Regions from separate parts of the Mus musculus genome. Here regions 1, 3 and 4 are each linked to region 2. The links are chromatin contacts, called in public HiChIP or PLAC-seq and Micro-C maps. All regions are on one chromosome and are shown on one strand. The core of a region is the stretch at or near the end of the contact, and the rest is flanking DNA. Distances in the headings are between cores, read along the strand shown.

Region 1 (4,812 bases), core at 909-3,408, 340 kb before region 2:
ATCTTAATAGCTCTATTCTACTGACCCACCAGATATGGCCAGACTTTGAAAAGTGGCTAATGGGGTGGGAGTTGGGGAGGGTGAGCCGAGAGCAGGGGAGGGCTGGTTGCAGAAGAGGCTGCCCTCAGATGACCATTCCAGGAATTATCATTTTCTATCAGGACACATGGCCTGTTCTGAGTATTCTTGGGTGATTTCTCTGTGCTGGCACACCTGCAGGAATTCTTCTTGGTTGGCAAGATTATGTTCATCTTCTGATGCCACCCAGAGGTATCTAGCCAGGGACATAGGAAGGTAGCAGGGAGACAAAGTAGGACCTGGGATCTGCTGCCACATCTTCTGAGGTCTGGCTCCCACGGGACTGACCCTGAACTCAGAGCCCTGAGGTCCCCCACAAAGGTGACAACTCTCCCTGCAACCAGGAACCCTGGCAGGGCCTGAGGCTATGAGGGAAGTCACCTGAGACCTCAGAGACCCAGCAGTCCTGGCTCGCTCATCTCATTTTGTTCCTGTCGGGTTTCACGTGGGTGGTGAAGGCGACTTGAGAATGTCACCAGACAGAGATGAGTCTAATGGGCACATGGGCATGAGAACCAGGGAAGTGACTCAGAATAATTCCACAGTGCCCTTCTGGGAAGGGTGTGGCTAATGCCTGTAACCCCATCATTTGTGAGGTTCAGACAGAAGGATCCCGGGCTAGCCTGGACTGTGTGATTCACACACTAGGGCCATGTGGGTAGAGGGATGAAGAGTTGAAGAGCTGCCTATCATTGACCTGTTGTGTGTCTTTGGCGCTGTTTTCTTTTCTTTTTGATTAATGATGTGGGAAAGGGATGCCTACTGTGGGCAGTGCCACCCCAGGCAGGTGGTCTAGATGGTTATAAGAAAGGTAGTTGAATGTGAGGCTAGTTAGCAGCACTGCTCCATGGCCCCCTCCTCCATGCCCTCTGCTCCAGTTCCTGTCCCTAGGCTCCAGCCCTGACTTACCTCAGTGATGGACTGTGATGTGGGAGTTGTAGACTGAAATAAAACCTTTCCCTCACGTTGTATTCGGTCATAGTGTCTGTCACAGAAACACAAAGCTACATAGAAAGATCCTGTCTGAAATAATAACTTGTAGTGTGCTGTTCATGTTGGCAAGGGTCTTTGAGCTGAGAGATAAGGAGTCCCACTAGGAAAGTGACTAGAGAATGCAGCCAGTGGAAGGTCCTGAGGCAGGAATGCGCTTGATGTGATAGGTCAGAAAGTAGCCGAAAGGGAGGGATTCCATCTGAATCCTCAGAGGATCACAGGCAGGGGGACGGCCACAGGAACCAAGCAGAAGTACGATTTTCTGGTGGTGCCCTGAGCTGTCTGTCTCTGCCCTTTCTCACTGGGACAGGGATATTTTTCCCACTTAACAGAAAAGAAAGGTGGGGTGTGGGGGAGGGACCTGCCTCAGGCATGGGCTGCATTGACATAACCAATACAAAGTGGCTGTTTTAAAAACAGCCTGCTGGGCAGTGGTGGCATACACCTTGAATTCCAGTACTTGGGAGGCAGAGGCAGGCTGATCTCTGTGAGTCCAAGGCCTACAGAGCAAGTTCCAGGCAAGCCAGGGCTACACAGAGAAACCCTGTCTTGAAAGCCTAAAACCAAATCAAACCACCAACAACAAAACAACCTGAGCCACTAATCCCAGCTCCCAATTCTCTAGCAGAGATAGCTGGATCTCGGTGAGTTTGAAGCCTGCCTGAAAAATGTGGGGTCCTGTCTCAAAAACACGTTTCTTCATTGCCTATCTGATATTCATAGTCAAGTTCACATCATTTGAGCTGACAACCCAACAACTATCCTGAAACTCAGGGCTGCTTAGTTTGAAGCCTTTGCTTCATTTCCTATCCCCTGTTACTTCCCGGGTAATTTCAGAAATGGAGAACCTCAATTCTCCACGGCCAGTAGCCATCACACGGGTGGCTCTCTTACTGTCTTCCTTCCAATCACACAAGGACTAGAGTGGGAAGACAAACTAGACAGGCCCCGCCCTCGACGTCGAGACCTCGCCCCCAGCCCGGAGGTCTCTGAGACATCCACGCGCCGCTAGCCGGCGCTGCGCAGGCCCCGCCCCCTGAGCGCAAAGCCTCCGCCCCTCCCAGAGGCCCCTCCCACGCCCCCGGCTGCGCTGCTCTAGCTTCAGGCTTCAGAAGCTGCGGCCGCAGCACCGCCTCCTACCCGGGGCCCGGTTCCAGCCCCTCTGGCCCGGCGCACTGGACATGGAGCTCCGAGCAGCGCATCCTGAGCCCCCAGCGCACTCCAATCCGCTCGTTCGGTTAGCGCCCAGCTTGGGGAGGGGACGGTGGAAGCTAGCCGGGTGAAAACCTCACATCCTGCCCGCCCCAGGCCTCTCCATCACCCCGCGGTAGAGAGTTGGGATGGATGGGAACGATGTTCTCCTGGCTCCTGGCTTTCTTTGCCTGCCTCCGACCGAATGGATGACCTTGAGCCGAGAGCGTCTCCTCTTTGCCTCTCCTTCCCCATCTGCACAATGGGAATTGGTTTGGCAAGGTCTCTGAACTCACGGCCTTTAGAATGGGACACGTTGTCACATGCTTGGAGACTTAAAGGCTTTTGGTTCCTGGGCCCGTTTTTCTTGATCTGGATTTGTCTCTTCCCTTGCCTCAGTTTCTCTCATATCCTGGGACCAGCTTCCAGCCTTTCTCATCCCAAGCACTGGAGACAGCAGCCTCCAGACTGCTAAGAGCAGAGACAGCATGAAGGCCCCGGTAAGTGACAGGGAAGAGAAAAAGTTGCCTGGGGATTTGGGGGTGACCTGGGTAGAGCTTTACAGCCGCCTCCCACACCCGGAGTTACAGTGATCCCCTAACCCCTTTTGGTGTCGGGGGATGAAACTCAGAGCCAGGCACATGCTAAGCACATGCTCTAGCATGGAGTCCCTCCCACAGCCCTTAGTAGTTGCTTCTGCGCCAGCCCCCTGCTCCTGGGGCTGTGTGACCCCAGGCCGGTGTCTTCCCCTTTTGGTTTCAGTTTGTTTTTCTCACCTAGAAATGGAAGTAACCCGGTGTCACTTAGTTGGGAGGGAGGTGTGAGACTGAGTGTGACGCTCTGGTCTTTCTGTCTTTACCAGTGAGCCCCCTGAGTGCTGGAGTGGGGAGGTTAATTACCACTGCCCAAGTCAAGGTCTCTGGTCCCTTGTGGGCAGCAGACCAGTTGTTGTGTAGAGCCGGAGGCCTTAGGAGCTGTGAACCCGGTCTCCTGGACAGCTGGCCACACAGAGAAGACTTATTTTTAGAAACTGATGTGGCTTATGGACAGACAAGGAAGGGTGGGCCCCTGGCAGGATGTGCTGGGGGCTGTTCTACACCTCTGCCTTTCTGGGTACACTGGCTAGCTCCTAGTGTTTCTTCTGGAATGACTTTGGGCCTAGAAAACTGGAGTTCTGAGAGTCACAGGTACTGAGATGGATGGCCCAGCACACAGTGGTAGACACCTTGCTGGGTGCTTTCAGTGGGTGTGCAGGAGGTCACCCCCAGGTGACCGACCCAGAGGGCTTCTTCAAGTGGCTTTCGGTGTATTTCTTCTAGAAGTGGGAGAGGCTGAGCGGAAGCATCCCAACTGTTGGAAGCATTTTCTGTTTATTTGTTTCAGTTTTTGAAACAGGGTCTTGGTCTGTAGTCCAGGCTAGCCTGGAACTCACTGTGTAGCCCAGGTTGGCCTCACACTTGTAACAGTACTGCCTCGGGCAAGGAATGAGCTACCATGTTTATTATTAGATTAGACATTTAGATTATTAGATTATTATTAGATTAGATGGAGATAGCTATCTAATCTATTTTATCTACCTATCTAAATAGTGGGTGGTTGTGTGGCGCCCTGCCTGGGCTCTTGGAACCTGGCTCCTTTGCAAGCACAGAAAGCGTGCCACTACCACCAAGCCAGTCCTTGAAAGTGTTTTTAAAAAAGATTTATTTATTTATTTATTTTATGTATGTGAGTACACTGTCACTCTCTTCAGACATACCAGAAGAGGGCATCGGATCCCATTACAGATGGTTGTGAGCCACAATTTGATTGGTGGCTGGGAATTGAACTCAGGACCTCTGGAAGAGCAGTCAGTGCCTTAACCACTGAGCCATCCATCTCTCCAGCCTCTGAACGCATTTCTTAAGTGATGCTTTCCTCAAAGTCCCCCTCCACCTCCTGGACTGCCCAGCCAGCCCAGGGGACACACTGGGTCAGCTGGGGATAGGGTAGTGGAGGTAGCAGTGGCCTGGGGTGACTGCATAGTGTATCTGGGTTCTAGATAAGAGTTTGGGTTCTGCCATTTGAAATTTGCACCCTTGCTGTGTGGCTCTGAGCAGCTTCACCCCAACTGAGTGTCCTGACCTGGAAAGAGGGGAATTGGGGGACTTGTCTCTAGATTCATCCCTGAAGTAGGTCTCACCAATGGAGCTGCAGAGGTTCTCCATGGGGAGGCTGGGTGTTATTTGCAGGTACCCCGCAGGCACGTGACCTCTGTCTCCCTCAGGGCCGCCTTCTGCTCCTCACACTGTGCATCTTGACATTCTCTGCTGTCTGTGTCTTCCTGTGCTGCTGGGCCTGCCTGCCGCTCTGCCTGGCAACCTGCCTGGACCGCCACCTCCCTGCGGCCCCCAGATCCACTGTGCCAGGGCCCCTGCACTTCAGTGGCTACAGCAGCGTGCCAGACGGGAAGGTGAGTCAGCCAGGCAATGCTACGGGAGCCAGCGGGTCCCCAGCTCTAGGAAACAGTGAGAGCTGGGCTGGTGGCAAGCCAGCCTGGACTCTGAGCTTAGC
Region 2 (4,974 bases), core at 1,664-4,163:
AGGGTCTGCCGGCTTCAGCTTCCTCAGTACTTTGATTACATGTACTGGCCTGGCTCTGTGAGATCTGGGGAGCCAGACTTCCAAATGACAACTAATGTACTGAGGCCTCTTTCTCTAACTCATTCTTACAATCCCCTATTTTAGAGGGAGAAACTGAGGCTCAGAAAGAAGGGGAGAGGCCATAGAGCTTTCAGGTGACTAGCCTTCTGATGGCTCATCAGTCCCATGTGTCCACCATGAGGGTGGCCTCCAGGCCTGAGCTAGGTGCTAATGTCTAGTTCCCCCAGAGCCAGTCAAGTAGTAATATTTGTTGAGCACATGCTGTAGGCCATATACACTATACTGGGGAGGGCAGTAGGGTGCCATGTCACATGGAACCCTTCACTACAGCTGGTGAGGGTGGGCTGCCCCTCTGAAAGTTAACATGCCTTCCAGTTGCCTCAGCAGCCCCCTCACCTAGGATAATCATTGCAGGAACACAACCTGTCCCATGAGCACAGGCTACTTATAAATAAATAATGAGACCCCCATCTCTGGCTCTGTTCCCCTCGCCCTCTTTCAAGAGGGTGTTGCCTAACTCTCCATGGGGCAATGTTTCTGTTGCCTTCCCTCTGACCCAGGGGCAGCAGCTCTCGCCCTTTTCCCCAGAAGAGCTGCCCTCTCCCCGGACTCTGCCTACTCCTACCCCTCCCAAGTTCTCATGGACCTAGGGGTGACTCTGCAAGGAGTCAGATTTACTGGTGCTCCTGTTTTGAATCAACCTGCCTGTGTAGGCTAAGGATGCAGATATGGGAGGGTGGGTGTTCAGAAAGAAGCAAAAGGGTGCTGGGGAGTCTTGCACAACCCACCCCTTCCCAGAGACACTGGTGCACCTTAGGACGGGATGGCTGATACATTCCACAGATATGGACACCTCCAGGAGGGGCAGACAGCTGGGTGTAGCGCTGAGGCTTGGCTACTAACATGGATTCCTGAGTCCTGCAGGGCCACCTCCCTACGCTGGACCTTGGCCCCCTGCCCCAAGGCTCCACCACCAGCAGATTTGCCCTGTCTTTTGTTCACTGTTCAGAATAGCTATGTCACAGGCCAGGAACATTCCACCTGCCTGCCTAGTGCTCAGAGCAGTGGGGGTCGGGGTGGCAGGTGGTGGGTGACAAAGGCCTATGGCAGTCTTGCCCTAGTCTGGGGAATGAGGGTAGGTGGGAGTCCAGCAGTGGTGGAGATGGTACCAAGGAAGGGCCAGGGCTGGTAGGTGCTGTGCCTTCAGCTGCTGTGGTAGATCCGGAGGCGCTGGGAGATCTCCTGGCGGCACAGTGGGCAGGTGCGCAGAGGCTGGCAGCACTGCTGACAGCAGCAGACGTGGCCACAGGTGAGGAAGACCATCTGGGCCTGCGGAGAGAGCAGCAGCAACATCCTGACCGCTCAGTTCTGGAGCCATGACCACATCAAAGCCCCGAGAGATGCCAGTGGATGTGAAAACCTAGTCAGGCCTGTTGGCAGTTTTGTACCTGTTTTTCCATGGATTGTAATAGCATTCAAATATCTACAATCTAAAAGCTCTTTCCTCCAGTGCATGCCAGGCTGAGTGCCCTGCTACTGAGCTGCCTCCACCCCCAGCTGGGATGCCAGGCGTGTACTGCTTACCTGGCCCTCCACCTATTTGTAATTATTTTGTGTTCACACTTGCCAAAGTATGATGCCTAGCCTAAAATGACTTCCACCTTATAGTCACTAGCCTCGTATGTGTTCCCTGACTCTGTCTTAGCAAGACCCCTCAGTATGCACATGGCCTGAGAAGTCTCCAATTGCTTCAAAGTCATGTATCATATCAAGAAATTGGGAGTCCCTTTCAGAGCCTGAGGACAGTGCCTTGGTTACAGTTCTAACCACTGTGCCCTCCGCCGCATAGCACCCCGGAGTCTGCTGAAGGTCAGAGAGCTACCGAGCTGCTACAGCAGCCCCCTTAGTAACTCATGTGTGTATTCTACTCGGGAAGTGTAGAAGGGGGTGTGGGATCCCCTGACGTTATGAGCCACCCGACATGGTACAGGGAAGGGCAGTGAGTGTGAGCCATCTCTCCAGCCCCTTTTGGGTTTCTTGACACAGGGTCTTGCTCCATAGCCTCAGACTCACAGGGCTTTTGCCTTTTTCATCTCTCATTAAGTACGGCTGCAGGCATACCTGCCGTGCCCTGCCCCGGCTCCCTTAGCAACTGTGCAGGAGGGAGGACCTGTGCTTTAAGCACTGGTATGTTTACTTTTTGCAATAAGTGTTAATTTTGCAACAATCTTACAAAGGCCTGGCCGGGAAAACCATGTTCTTGGTGAGTCATGCCTGAGGAAATTTTCCCTAATATAGTTAATAAGCTGAGGGAAAAATCCTTCTCTGGGGAAAATGGACTCTAGACAATGTCAGCATTGCGCATATCTGGGTCATGGAACATGGGTCATTTTGGTGTCTCCCCACACTTACTTCACGTTCCAGGCACACAACACACTCTGAGGTCGGCATGTCCAGTTCAGCTGGGGGGGCGGACGGTCGCACTGACTCTTGGAGCTCCCGGGGAGCTGTGGGGGGCTCGAGGGCACCAAGGACCTCATTCTCGAGTGGTTTCAACTCTGAAGAAATCAGAGGGACAGGCTAAGCCATCCCCAGATGGTCCCAGTCTTAGCTTGTGTGAGTAATCGGGGGTGGGTGGAGGGGAGAGGGGGTGCCTCCGTCCATGAGCAGGGGAAGGATCTCCCTCTCGGCCTCATTAATTCTTCCGTGTCCATCTGTGAGATGGGAGCACCCAGCTACCACACACTCTGCTTGTGGAGCTCAGAGGTGAGAAAAACCTTAGAAGCCTGAGGCTCTGAGAGAGGACATCGCATGCCTAGAGCCGTATCGCCACCCAGTGGTGGAACTGCAGGACAGAGGCCCTGGGCTAGTGGCTGAGCTTCTTTACCAGGCTCCTCAGGAAACAGCATGGGTCCATCAGGTGATGGCAGAATGGGACCGCCCCAAGGCTGCCTCCTCAGTCCCCAGTCCTCCCCCAGCATAGCCCACACTGTGCCTACAGCTCTGCCTTGGAGCCAGTAGCCCCTAGACTGCTAAGTACAGCCTCTGAACAGCCCAGAAAAGAGCTTAGAGTCAGTACCTGGCTGGACCCTAGGCACAGCTAGCAGGTCCTGGGCTCTCCGTAGGATCTCATGTTGCAGGCCTGCTTCTGAGACGCCCACCTGTGGCCAAACAGGAAAAAGCAGACCAAGGGCTGAGGGCAAGGAGCCAGCTCTCCTCTACTAAGCTGTCATATGCTGTCCAGCCCATAGGACTGCCTCAGCCTCCACCTCCGGCACCTTCACTGGAAACAGGGAGGCCTGGACCTTGTGGTCAGTATGAGGCAAGGTAGAACCACAGCCCTGCAGGTGGCTCAATCGGGCCTCTGTGGCAGAGGGGAGAACTGAGCCCCCAAAGGAAACCTGTGACATGTGTGTTTACTGAATGCTTTCCTGACACTACTGTCACTGTGCCTGGTGACCTTAGGACAGAGAGCTACTGAAACTCCTCTGCTGAGAAGTAGCAGGGTCAGAGCCTTCTAGCCGACACCCCAGAGCCTGGGCGCATAGCCCAGAACCCTGCATCTATCCGAAGGTCATCAGGAACTGCCCCCAAGCATGGGCCCTGCACTGTCCTGGATGAGGCAGGACAACAGAACGGATGAGAGCAGGGACCCTGAGGCCAGACCACTCAGAGTCAAGTTCCCGGTTCATGGGCTGCCGTGAGACACTAAGAATGATGCCAGGCATGTATACGTCCCAGGGAGGTGCCGGTGGATTAACTCCACAAAAGGAGCTCATGTTGTGTTCAGGACGTAGCTATAACTGTGTGACACCATTGCACAGGCTGAGGGCAAAGGTGAGCAGAGGCAATGGGGCAGCGGTTCTGGCCATGAGAAGCTCGAGTCACCTGACCTGGACAGACCTTGACTCACTACAAACTGAACAAATATACCCCCTTTGTGACAGTGAGTCCAGGCACACTGGGCCTTCCTGACTTCCCCCAAGACAATGGCTGCCCACCTTAGCCAGATCTCCGGGGCTCATTCGGCTCAGCATGTCCAGTGAGATGCGGTGGTGGGCGAAGAGGGGCAGGTAGTGCTCTGCAGAAAGCTCCACCAGCAGGGCCACCAGCCGTCGCTCCATGCCTTCTTCCTGCAGGATGGCCCCATGGGGAAGGCCAAGGGTGTTAGAGTGGAGGGAACCAAAGATACACTGGTTTCAAGATGGGACTGTCAGAGTGCATGACACACAAGCGTGCTTGGGCTCTTCCCCACCGAAGGGTGTGTGCTAAGTGTATGGAGATCCACCCACAGGGAGCTCACTGCTGTTCTACACTTGAAATAGTCACGTAAACATGCAGCTCCGGAGGGAGCTGGCTGAAGAAGCCGGGTGGGCCACACACCGGGCACAGGCAGGTACTGAGAACAACGGGGAGAGGCGTGGCCATGGGCTGGAAGCTCTCGGTCAGTACAGAGGAGAGAAAAACAAGCTACCAGAATGGTGTGAGTGAGGCTCAGTGGCCGAGAAGACCCAGGGTGGATTCGTAGCAGCCACAGCATGTAGCTCACAACTCTCTAACTCCAGTTCCAGGGGGCCTGAGGCCCTCTGGGCTAGAGACTACCTGTATCCACATGGCATACATAGATTTACATTAAGTAAAAACTAAATCTAGGCTAGGCTTAGTGGCACAAGACTTTAGTCCCAGCACTCAGGAGGCAGAGGCAAGTGGATCTCTGTGAGTCTGTAGACCTACAGGGTGAGCTCCAGGACAGCCGGGACCTTTCTTAACTGTTTTGTTGTTGTGAGCCTGATGCTCCTCAAAAATAAAATACAACAAAGATGGCTCAGCGGTTAAGAGCACTGACTGCTCTTCTGAAGATCCTGAGTTCAATTCCCAGCAACCACATGGTGGCTCACAACCATCTGTAATGGG
Region 3 (5,213 bases), core at 1,905-4,404, 440 kb after region 2:
CTCTTCCACTCAGCTAAGAAAGCGTAGCTCTGCAGAGAAAAGGAGACTTATTTGAGGTTATATAAGAGGCAAAGGCCTCAGAATTCCTGGTCCTCCTCTCCTTGTGCCACATGCTGTTCTGTGTAACCAATGTTGGAAGCTGGGCAGCCAGGGGCTGGGACAGGGAGGGAAAGGTTCCAGTGCTGGGTGCCATGGAATTGCAGTACCTTCAAATGGCTTGTTGTGTCTTCAGAACAAATTTACAAGGTAAATCAGGCTTGCTCTTCATTTTTACAGCTAAGGAAACCAAAACTCTGAGAAAGTAAAAAGCTGGTGTTAGGTCATACAGCAGAAGGAACAGTGGGAGGCTTCAAGCCAATCTGCCTGCTTACCAAGCCAGAGCTGTAAGGAACACGCTGGGGACAGATCACAACAGTTTTCTATTATGCAGTTTTCTCTCAGCTCTGAATGCAGTTGCCCTAATAACAAATTAAAAAGCTAACTATGAAAAAAATAAAGTCAATTATGAGGCAAGTGAAAGGGCTCAGAGGTTATAAACAGAGGTTATAAAGGTGCCTACCTCCAAGCCTGAGAACCCGATACGGTAGAAGCAGAGAACAGACTCCCACAGGTTATCCTCTGACCCTCACATGCACACTGTTACATGCACAGAAATACACATAAATGTAATAAAAATATTTTTAAGAAGGGAAAAAACTAACCATCTAATTTTCTGATATGCAGGTTTGGAGCTTTGTTTTAACACAAAGGACAGGAGAAAGTCCCTAGGTGACACATAGCTTCTGCCAAGACAGGATGGGACAACTCGCGCTGCTGCTTCTAGACCTCGCACCTGCCACACAAGTGCTTCTGGAACAGGAGCCTATCCCTGCAACATCCCATGATGCTCTGAATCACCAGTGCCAATGGTAGCAAGGGAAGCCAGCATCATGGTATTTGGTCCCCCCAAAAGTCCCACGTTTCTAAAATGAAGGCAAATGCAAGCTAGCAAAGAAGTTTCTGCACCTTGTCTTCAGTCCATATAACCCAGGGTGAAAGCATGTCAGGTTAGATTAGCCAAGCACTCTCGAGGAAACACAAGGCACCCAAAGGTCACACACAGATAAAGGGTACTTCTGGAGCACAGAGGCCCTACCATATTTCTCCCTTCTGTCTCCATAAATACCTAATGAAGGTCTGCCGTGCTCTTCATCCTAAAGTCTTCTTTCTGAAACGTGGCAGAATCAAGTTGGTAGTGGGAGTATTCCAATGGGCTCTACTATAGGCCTAGCCCATCAGCTAAGATCCACACTGGACCTGGGGTCCAAAGGTCAGCCAACAAGGGAAACACGCTTCCCTTTCCATTCATCATGGCTCCCCAGGCTGCATTCCTGCCCAAGGCTGCACAGGGAGTACCATAATCTAAACCACCTCTAGTTTGGAGGAGGGAATTCCCCAACACAAATGTGATTCAAACTCTCAAGAGAAAGAGACTTTTATTTTTCTTTTTTTCTTTTTTCTTTTTCTTTGTGTGTGTGTGTGTGTGTGTGTGTTTTGTTTTGTTTTTTTTTTTTTTTTGAGACAGGGTTTCTCTGTGTAGCCCTGGCTGTCCTGGAACTCACTCTGTAGACCAGGCTAGCCTCGAAATCAGAAATTGCCTGCTTCTGCCTCCCAAGTACTGGGATTAAAGGTGTGCGCCACCACTGCCCGGCAAGAAAGAGACCTTAACTCACCTCTTGACAAGGAATTCCCCTCTGGCCCTGGAAGGTCACAATTAGGCACCAGGGATGGTCACTTTGACAACAACAAAACACACAAAAAGGCAAAAATAACTCCCAGGTGTCTGTCCCAGCTCCAAAGAGCCAAGTTCTCATTCCGCCTCTTCGCCCCCACCACGCTGCCTTTTCTATCTTTTTGAGACCAGCACTGTGAAGATCTGCATGAGCATCTGCTACCATGAGATCCAGAACCCTTCCGAGCATAGCATCAACGACTACTCTTGAAGAGCACACATTTTCCAACAGCTGATCAACCAATGAAACCTAACCACCCCGAAATCCAGCCAAGCTCCTTCAACAGCAACAGGGGAGTAAAACAAAAACAACAACAACAACAACAAAGGCAGTGTGCCCACTTAGGGCTCGGTTTGGCTCAGGAAAGCAGTCGGCCTATTAACCAGGGCAGCTGCGATCCTTGTACGACTCAGCAAAGACACAGGCTGCCCTGGCCTGCCCCTCCAAGAGACAACCATGGATGCCTCCAGAGCCTGCAGAAAACCCAAAGCCCCAAGACGGCGGCGGAGAGGGCAGCTTCTTCCTTCTCCAAAAAGGGTCCCACTCACCCTCAGGCTAGTCCTCACCTGCAGCCCTGCTTCCGGACCTGCCAATGATCCTCAGCCCCGCCCCCTGCCTCCCCCCGCCCCCGCCCCTACAGGGTTTCCCCAGCCCCGCCCACTGCACCTGTGCTTTTCCCTAGACTCTCCTTGCAGCCCCTCCCATTGCCACCCCATGCCCCGCCCCTCGCACCTGAGCCCTTTCCCCGCCGCTAACCTACACACAGGTTCCCTTTCTGGTCCCAGAGACCTGAGCTCCCTCCAGACCCCACGCCTCGCGCCCAGGCTCCGCCCCCAATCCATCAGGCCGCGGGACCCGCCTCCTGCACCTGCGCCCTTTCCCCCCCAACACCACCACCACCACCACCACCCCCCCCCCCCGCTCCGCCATCTCCCCGACAACCACACGCTGTCATTCGCGTCCCTGGGACCCGAGCTGGCCATGGTCCCGCCCCCCCCTCCAACCCCAAGCCGAGGTCCCACCCTCGAGCCGAGGCCCCGCCCCACCCCCTCCGGCCGGGGATCCCGCCCCGCCCGCCCCCATTCTCCCCCCCCCTCCGCCCCCCGCACCTGCAGCGGCTCGCGCCCAGGGCCCCGCCCCGCCAGCCGCTCCTCTCACCGCTGTAGTCCGGGCTGGTCACCTTGACGAGGGCCGCAGTGGCTGCCACCGCTTCTTCATGGTCTTGCGAGAGGCCCAGCGGCAGCGGCGCCTTCGTTCCGAGACCGGGGCCGGATTGAGGTTGAGCCAGGCGCAAGCTTGAAACGCGAGGCCGACGCGGGAGCCCAGCCGGTGCCCAGCCGCAGTAGGAACCGTCCACTCCTGGGCCTGAGCGGCGGCCGGCTCAGCCAATCGGCGCGCGGCACCATACCAGGGTTCTCCAACCAGCTTGCCGTAGGGGCGGAGACACGCAAATGAACCGGCTGGTTGCACCAGTGCGCAGCCGCTGCAGCAGCGGTCCCCGTTCCCCCCACCCCCCCACCCCCCACCCCACCAGCCGCGGCCTGCGCTTCGGTCTTGCAGACGCTCAGGCTTGCAAGGATGCTCTGCTGTTCTCGTCGGGCTCAGCCGCCCGCCACGCCCACCCCCTGCCTAGAAATAGACTCAGTCTACAAACATCCTTCCAGGCCTCACCCAGTGTCCTTCTTAAATTCCTACCTAGAGTTTATCGTTTTCAACAACAACATCAAAAAAAAAAAAAAAAAAAAAAAAAAAAAAAAAGGCTTTGTGAGCAAGACATCATCACCTTAGTCCCATTCTTCACAAACCTATCCCTAGGTTTCTTTATGTGATTCTAAATCTGTCAAATTGACAATCACAGTCAATCCAATAACACACTTCGAGGTCCTTGAGACTGACCCATGGTTTTCACAACAGGTAAAAGTTAGGCCTGAAGAGGGTCTTGCCCAAGACCATAGCGTTCAAAGCAGGGAGAATGGGCCTGGAAGCTGTCTCCCTGCACCCAGACCCTTTTATGGCTGGGCCAGGCAAACGCAGTGAGTAGAGCTTAAATCATCTGGCTTAAAGGCAGAGATACTAAGTTACAAAGACCGTGGAAGCCAGTGGGTGGCTGTGAATCCCTAAAGTCAGAACCACAGCAAAATTCTGTTACGCCTACAAGAGAAAGGAGGGTAGGATGCTCTTTGGACTTGTAGACAAGATCATTTTGATAACGTAATTTTTGCTGCTATGGCGTCGCTTATGGAAAGATTTAGATACTGCACTATTTAAAAGAAGAGGGAGAGGAAAACAAGAGAATCAGCAGAAATTAAACCACTTTAAGAGTGAGGTGAGGGAATAGGGGATCTCTGAGGCAAACGTCTGCTATTTTGCATGAAGAACACAGTGATGCCCGAAGGATAGTCTTAAACTGTTTCCCTTAGATAAAACAAGAGATGCATGGTGTGAGGATTCTTTTAGAAAATTTGGAATCCAGAGAGGCTGAGAGCTGAGCGCAAGCTTGAGGAAGCTTGGGTAGATGGCTATAAAGTTAGGAGTGATGGTCTAGCGTAAAGTGGAGTGCTCAGGACACGCATAAGAAAATGGACGTAGCCAGGCGGTGGTGGCGCTCGCCTTTAATCCCAGCACTTGGGAGACAGAGGCAGGCGGATTTCTGAGTTCGAGGCCAGCCTGGTCTACAAAGTGAGTTCCAGGATAGCCAGGGCTACACAGAGAAACCCTGTCTCGAAAAACCAAAAAAAAAAAAAAAAAAAGAAAAAGAAAAAGAAAGAAAGAAAGAAAATGGACGTGCTTGTAGAGGTAACCCTAATGCTTAGGATTTGGGGGATGGAAACTGGAGACTTGCTGTGACTTGCTGGCTAGCAGATTCAGTGAGAGACCCTATCTCATGGGGATAAGATGGAGAGTATAAAGCAGGACACTTGACATCCTCCTCTGGCCACCTCTGCATGCGTGTGCATCACCTGCACATACACTGCACATGCACTGACTGCTCTTCCAAAGATCCTGAGTTCAAATCACAGCAACCACATGGTGGTTCACAACCATCTGTAATGGGATCTGTTGCCCTCTTCTGGTGTGTCTGAAGACAGCTACAGTGTACTTGCATATAATAATAAATAAATTTAAAAAAAAACAAGTACTATAGTTGTTTTTCTAAATATAAATTACTATAAGGCTTAGAGGACTTGCTGCCTGAGTTCACGGTCTGGCTGTGCCAGCAGCTAACTGTGTGCACACATGCAAGTTACTTTTTTGCATGCCTCAGTTTCTTTATGGAAGATGAATGTTGAGGAGGCTGGAGAGATGGCTTAGCAGTTAATAGTACATACTGCTCTGGTAGAGGACCCAGGTTCAGTACTTAGCATCTATATCAGGTTTCACAACTGCCTATAATTTCGGCTTCAAGTTGATCTGTCACCTCTGGCATCCACCTCTACAGGA
Region 4 (5,246 bases), core at 2,558-5,057, 300 kb before region 2:
GGTGGCAAAGCTGTGGCCCTCAATGAGGCAGCAACAGGCTGCTAGACAGGAGGTCAGAATGTGGTGGGACCAGGAGCCTGGCAACCATTGTGATGCAGTTATTGAGGAGGTGACAGGAAACTTCCAGTGACATACTAGTGGTGTCGCGAGCCCCTGTGGGCACACTTCCACCTCCATGTAAAGGCTGCTGGGAAACTGGATCCTGTGTCTGCATAGAATTTCTTCCACGAGCCTCTGCTCACCCACAGGTGGGTGTTCTGCCTGTTCCACCCGTCCACCTGGGGCGTAACCGTCCTGTCCCTTTTCAGGTGCTGACCTATGGAGGATCCAGCTGTGAGCTGCAGTGTGGCTGGCCTAGGGTCATCTATCCCTCCCCCACTCTCACCCCAGTGGGGTTTGCTTCCAAGCCCTGGGATTCTTTCTGTATTCAAAATATTTAATTTTTTTTCACTATGCGTCTGTGTGTGGGCATGTACATAGGTGTGCAGGTAGCCAAGGAAGCCAGACGTGTCGGCTTCTCCCAGAGCTGGGGTTATTAACTGTTATGAGCCATGCAGTTGTGATTGGAACTAAACCCGGTTCCTTGGGAACAGCAGTGTGTACTTTTAACTGCTGAGCCATCTCCCCAGCCCTCAAAAGATTTTTCAGTATTTTAAACTACTTTCACTTTTATTTGCTTGTGTTTTAGAATTTTCTGGTTATAAAATGACTGAAACTGAGGGCTGGAGAGGTGGCTCAGTGGTTAGGGAGTGCTTGTTGCTCTTCAAGAGGACTTGGGTTCAATTCCCAGCACCCACCTCAGGACATCTGATGCCCTCTTTGGCCTTTACAGATACTTGCACACACATGATACACACACATACATAAATGAAAAATAAAAGCCAGCAGGGTGGTGCATGCCTTTAATCCCAGCATTTAGGAGGCAGAGGCAGGTAGGTCTTTGTGAACTTTGTTAGTTCCAGGACAGCCAGGGCTACATAGACACACCTTGGGTGGGGGGGAGGAAGAAAAAAGAAAAAGACGTTCAGGGGAGGGGTGGGAGTGAGGGTGGCTGCTGGGGATACGGATTGGTGGTTATAAGCACTTGTTCTTACAGAGGACCCGAGTTCGAGTCCAAATACCCACGCGGTAGCTCACAACTGGGGCTGCCACTTGGTGCTTAAGAGTCACCTGAGATTCCATTTCCAGAGACTCCAAAGCCTTCTCGTGACTTCTGTGGGCACTACACTACACATACATACATGCAGGCAAAATACACATGAAGTAAGTAAATCTAATTACACAAAAAAAAAAACTTTTTAATTAAAGCACAGAGCCGGTGAGATGACCCAGTCGGTACTGGTTGCTTCCTGTCAAGGCTGACCATCTAAATTAGATCCCTGGAATTCACACAGTGGAAGAAGAGGACCGGCCCTTGCAAGTTGTCCTTTGATCTCCACGAGTGTGCTATAGCACATGTGAGCCCACACATTCATGTGCCCCCACACACACAATGAATGTGAAAGAGAAAAAAAAATAGAAGAGAGCCTGTGGATACAGCCCAGTTGATATAGAGCTTACTTCGCAGAAAGAAGTTTCTGGCTCCATCCTTAGCACCAAGAAAACTGGGCATGGTGGAGTGTGCCTGTAATCCCAGCAACCCAGCAGGCAGAAGGATCCAAAGAGATGTGTGAGATTAGGTCTCAAAGGGAAAAGGGGAGAGGAAGAGGAAGGAGAGGGGACAGGAAGGGGGAACACGTCTGGTCTGCCCAGCTCCACGGGGGACACGGCAGGAGAGGCACCCTGAGCCAAGGCACGTCCATGTTAGGGTGCCTCTTCTTTATCTTTTAATTTTTTTTAGATTTTTGTGTATATGAGTGTTTTGCTGGCATGGATACCTGTGTGCCATGTGTGTGCCTGGTGCTGTCGGAAATCAGCTCCCCTGGAAATGGAGTTAACAGTTGTGAGCTACCATGTGGGTGCTGAGAATCGAATTAGAGTCCTCTTTAAGATCAAGTCAGCTTTTTCAGATAGAGCGTCTCTGTGTAGCCCTGGCTGTCCTGAAACCCTCTATATACACCAGGCTGGTCTGAAATTGATACCCCTAGGATGACCTTGAATTTCTTTTTTTTTCTTTTTTTTTTAAAGATTTCTATATTATATGTAAGTACACTGTAGCTGTCTTTAGACTACCCAAAAGAGGGCATCAGATCTCATTACAGATGGTTGTGAGCCACCATGTGGTTGCTGGGATTTGAACCTGGGACCTTCAGAAGAGCAGTCAGTGCTCTTAACCACTGAGCCATCTCTCCAGCCCCAGCTCACTCTTCCTTTGACCTCATCCTTCCCTCTTGGCTTTGTTACTGTTTCTTCTCCTTGAGCTGAGGGCTTGCCTCAGTTCTAATTCTCCAGCCTTTTTCTTTTTCCAACCGCTGAGCCATCTCTCCAACCCCAGACCTGGAATTTCTGATCCCCTTCTGTATCCCTCTAGTACCAGGATCATAGGTTCAAGCTGCCTTATCCAGTACACATGGCGTGAGCCCAGGGCTTCCTACACTGGGCACTACTCTCACCAAGTTCCATCACCTCTATCCAGCCTGCATTCAGAATCATTTTTATTCAGGTGAGATTGGACCTGGGCAGGTGTGCATCATGTCTCTCACAGGTGCCTGCTACCCCAGCAAGTGAGGTTTCCCTTCTCACCCAGAGCTGCTCTGAGTGAGTAGCAGCTCCCATGCACCCTTCTGTGCTATGGCCCCAGTCAGTCCCCGCCACTGGGCTTAAGAACCTTCCTGTGTAAATCCTGTTCCTGAATGGGTTTCTGATGTAGGAGCTGATAAAATCAATCTGCTTTCCCCGAAAGTTGTGCAATGCACACACCAGCCTAAGTATTGGGAGTAGCCTTTCAGGCCAGCACAGGACAGATGGCCCAGTCCATCTGCCCCCACAGTGGCAGGACCTTGGTATGCAGGCTGCTACTGGTGTTCAGGCACCACCCAAACTGGTTGTCTGTGGCTCCCAAGCATTTACAAAAGTTTCCAGTTTCACCCTATTTTGCTGTTCGGAGCCATGCTTTGGAGGCCTTATGTGAGCCGATCCCTCTGTCCTGCTATGCTTTGAGCACCAGCACCCTGTACCACTTCTCCTGTAGAGAGCTCCCTAATTAGGCACATGGCTTTCCACACGGGGAGTCTCAGGTGGCCTCTGGGTCCTGCTCTGTGCTTAGGGGTTCCCTGGGCACAGCTGGAGTCTGCTGTTGGCATCATCGTGCTCCACCGGGTACTCAGAAATGAGAGTCCTCATTCTTAGCAAACCCCAATCTGGATACACAAAGCTTTCTGAGTGTTCTTTCTCCATGTTCAACCATGGAGAGTTCAAGGCTGGCTTATCATCTACCTAGCCACCAGATAGTCAGGATCCAGGAGGAGCTCAAAGAGTCATTTCCAATAGGGGAGATGTCTCAGGGTAGGGGGTCTCAGAGCCTGAGGATGGTGACCCTGGAACAACAAAGTTTACACCCTGGTCCCCCTCCCTCCTTACTTCCCTGGTCTGGTCTCCTTGATTAAACGCTGAGATTAAACACACCAACTTGTCTGAGCATCAGCTGACCCAGCTAAAGAACCCTTGTCTGTGGAGAGTCGTGCGGGCATAGAGTGGTGGCAGACACACTGTGTGCAGGTTTAGTCCCAGGGAGTGCCTGGTGGGGACGCTCACTCCTAAGCTTTCCATGAGAGTTCCTGCTTTCTTCTCTCTCCTCCTCCTTCCCCCGGCTCCCTCCCTCCTCCCTTCTCTCTGCCATCTCGCCAGAGTGCTGGCTCCCAGCATGCCATGCGTGCGCGCTGACAGCCTTATAAATAGTCGCCTTTGCAGGCGGCTGAGAGGACAGGCAGGGCACTCACTGGCCCCAGCGCCCACCACACCCTCCCCCAGGTCAGTGTGTGTCTGCTCCATTGTCTGCCCGCGTGGAAGCCTCTAAGAGGTGTGGGGAGACATCACCTGTGGGAAGGTGGGGTTGCTGGTATCAGGCTACCCTTGGGTTCTGTGTGTCTTGAATGTTTGTATCCATGGTTATGAGCTGTGTGTGTTTGCATGTGTATCCTATCAGCTATCAGCTCTGGGTGCATGTACCCTGTGGCAATGTGTGTGCATGTGTGCTCAAGTGTGTGTGTGTGTGTGTGTGTCCTGGTACTCTCAGCTTCCCAGACCCTCTTTGTCCCAGCTGGTATTCCTGGGGCTTCAGTTCCACCCATGCCCTTGGCAATTCTGTGCTGAGGCCCTAAGGGACAAGGGAAGGACAGAGGCCTATCTCCTTGTCCCAGAGGACCTGGATAGGGTCAGCCTGTGTGTTCACAAGAATTGTAATGCCACCAAGTGTTGTGAGGATCTGGGGCTCCTGGATGTTGGAGCTCTGCCAGCACCTCCTGCCCAATCAGGGGCTCCGCAGGAACCCTCCTGCCTGACTCACAGGTCCACTCAGCTTACCCAGGATGCTTCAGCATCAGCAAGGCTGGCCAGAGAGGGGACATCAGCTGCCCAAGGTCACACAGCTGAGTGATAGGGTTTGACTTGAACCCTGTCTGATAGCTAGCCTCTATGAGGGCTTTTGCTGAGCAAGCACCTGGGACAAACAGGCATAGAGATTGGGGAAGTGTGTCCCCTGGGGCCTCTGCTCCTTGAGCCACCTAGAAGACAGTCATATTAGGAGCACTGGGGCCCTGACCCAGGGAACCTTATAAGGCCTGGCTGCGTAGTCCTGTAACCTTACTCTTGTCTGGGACCCCTGGCTTTCCGGAGGCCTCCTCACGACCCAAGTTATTTTAGACCAAAGAAGCAGGTGTCTGTGGGACAGAGGGACTCAGGTTACCAGGAGGGGTGGGGCATGTAGAGGGGAGTGATCTCCTAGGACATGCTGGTGGCTGTCCAGGCCCTGGGACACTCCTCCCCCCCTGGGCAGCTGCCGAAGGACTTGGCAGCCCCATGCCTCCTCCTGCACACTCTGTAGGCTTAGAGGCTGCAGCTCAGGCCATGGGTCTCAAGGTTCTTGTGTGTTTGGGGGTGCCAGGCTTGAGCTTGACCCCAGCCAGAGTCTGGAGCTAGTCTGTGTCCCTCCCCCAAGCCCAATTCCCTCCCCAGATGGCAGGCAGGGTGGAATGAGAGTCCCAGGCCAGTGCTATCCTCTGCCAGGCCCAATCAGGGACAGGAACAAGATCCATGGTGCTAATGAGTGTCCTGACACCTTAAGCTGGGTACCTTGCAACTTGAAGTTC

The links. A called contact is a pair of places that touch in the nucleus more often than the background predicts. HiChIP or PLAC-seq counts read pairs in DNA pulled down with a chosen protein or histone mark.
Region 1: a contact with region 2 is called in a Micro-C map of embryonic stem cells, with 2.2 times the contacts expected there. The contact joins the promoter of St6galnac4 here to the enhancer-like site in region 2. A contact is called at or near these places in 6 of 39 promoter capture datasets (the 3T3-L1 cell line, HPC-7-derived erythroid cells, hippocampal neurons and 2 more), 1 of 15 datasets of contacts at CTCF or cohesin (the NIH/3T3 cell line), 4 of 484 Hi-C or Micro-C datasets (B cells, the N1E-115 cell line and embryonic stem cells), 1 of 115 datasets of contacts at active chromatin or transcription factors (embryonic stem cells) and 1 of 9 other capture datasets (adipose tissue).
Region 3: a contact with region 2 is called in an H3K4me3 HiChIP or PLAC-seq map of embryonic stem cells, with 12 read pairs. The contact joins the promoter of Ralgps1 here to the enhancer-like site in region 2. A contact is called at or near these places in 4 of 39 promoter capture datasets (hippocampal neurons, liver, pre-B cells and 1 more), 1 of 15 datasets of contacts at CTCF or cohesin (large pre-B cells), 5 of 484 Hi-C or Micro-C datasets (CD4 T cells, the G1E-ER4 cell line, the HL-1 cell line and 1 more) and 4 of 115 datasets of contacts at active chromatin or transcription factors (embryonic forebrain and embryonic stem cells).
Region 4: a contact with region 2 is called in an H3K27ac HiChIP or PLAC-seq map of embryonic stem cells, with 7 read pairs. The contact joins the promoter of Ak1 here to the enhancer-like site in region 2. A contact is called at or near these places in 6 of 39 promoter capture datasets (the 3T3-L1 cell line, embryonic stem cells, hippocampal neurons and 2 more), 1 of 15 datasets of contacts at CTCF or cohesin (large pre-B cells), 7 of 484 Hi-C or Micro-C datasets (ECoMG myeloid progenitors, the G1E-ER4 cell line, cortical neurons and 3 more), 3 of 115 datasets of contacts at active chromatin or transcription factors (embryonic stem cells, large pre-B cells and pancreatic cancer cells) and 3 of 9 other capture datasets (adipose tissue, liver and pancreatic islet).

Annotation. Positions count from the first base shown.
Region 1 is chr2:32,584,920-32,589,731 of GRCm38.p6, forward strand. It overlaps St6galnac4 (ST6 (alpha-N-acetyl-neuraminyl-2,3-beta-galactosyl-1,3)-N-acetylgalactosaminide alpha-2,6-sialyltransferase 4), which reads left to right and starts at 2,159. Exons shown (of 6, transcript NM_001276425.1): 1 at 2,159-2,308; 2 at 2,662-2,762; 3 at 4,526-4,711. The coding sequence starts at 2,751.
Region 2 is chr2:32,925,513-32,930,486 of GRCm38.p6, forward strand. It overlaps Lrsam1 (leucine rich repeat and sterile alpha motif containing 1), which reads right to left. Exons shown (of 26, transcript NM_199302.3): 23 at 4,062-4,193; 24 at 3,140-3,221; 25 at 2,473-2,618; 26 at 1-1,389. The coding sequence ends at 1,264. Among named protein-coding and RNA genes, the nearest start is that of Lrsam1, 34 kb to the right of the region's middle. Within about 2 kb of position 2,914, at least 83 of the 459 cell types and tissues checked have an H3K27ac peak or open chromatin away from gene starts, as enhancers often do. A contact at or near this core is called in the HL-1 cell line, the NIH/3T3 cell line, adipose tissue and 5 more, where this site is marked.
Region 3 is chr2:33,368,340-33,373,552 of GRCm38.p6, forward strand. Ralgps1 (Ral GEF with PH domain and SH3 binding motif 1) reads right to left here and starts at 3,155. Exons shown (of 20, transcript NM_175211.5): 1 at 2,931-3,155.
Region 4 is chr2:32,621,630-32,626,875 of GRCm38.p6, forward strand. It overlaps Ak1 (adenylate kinase 1), which reads left to right and starts at 3,808. Exons shown (of 7, transcript NM_001198791.1): 1 at 3,808-3,909.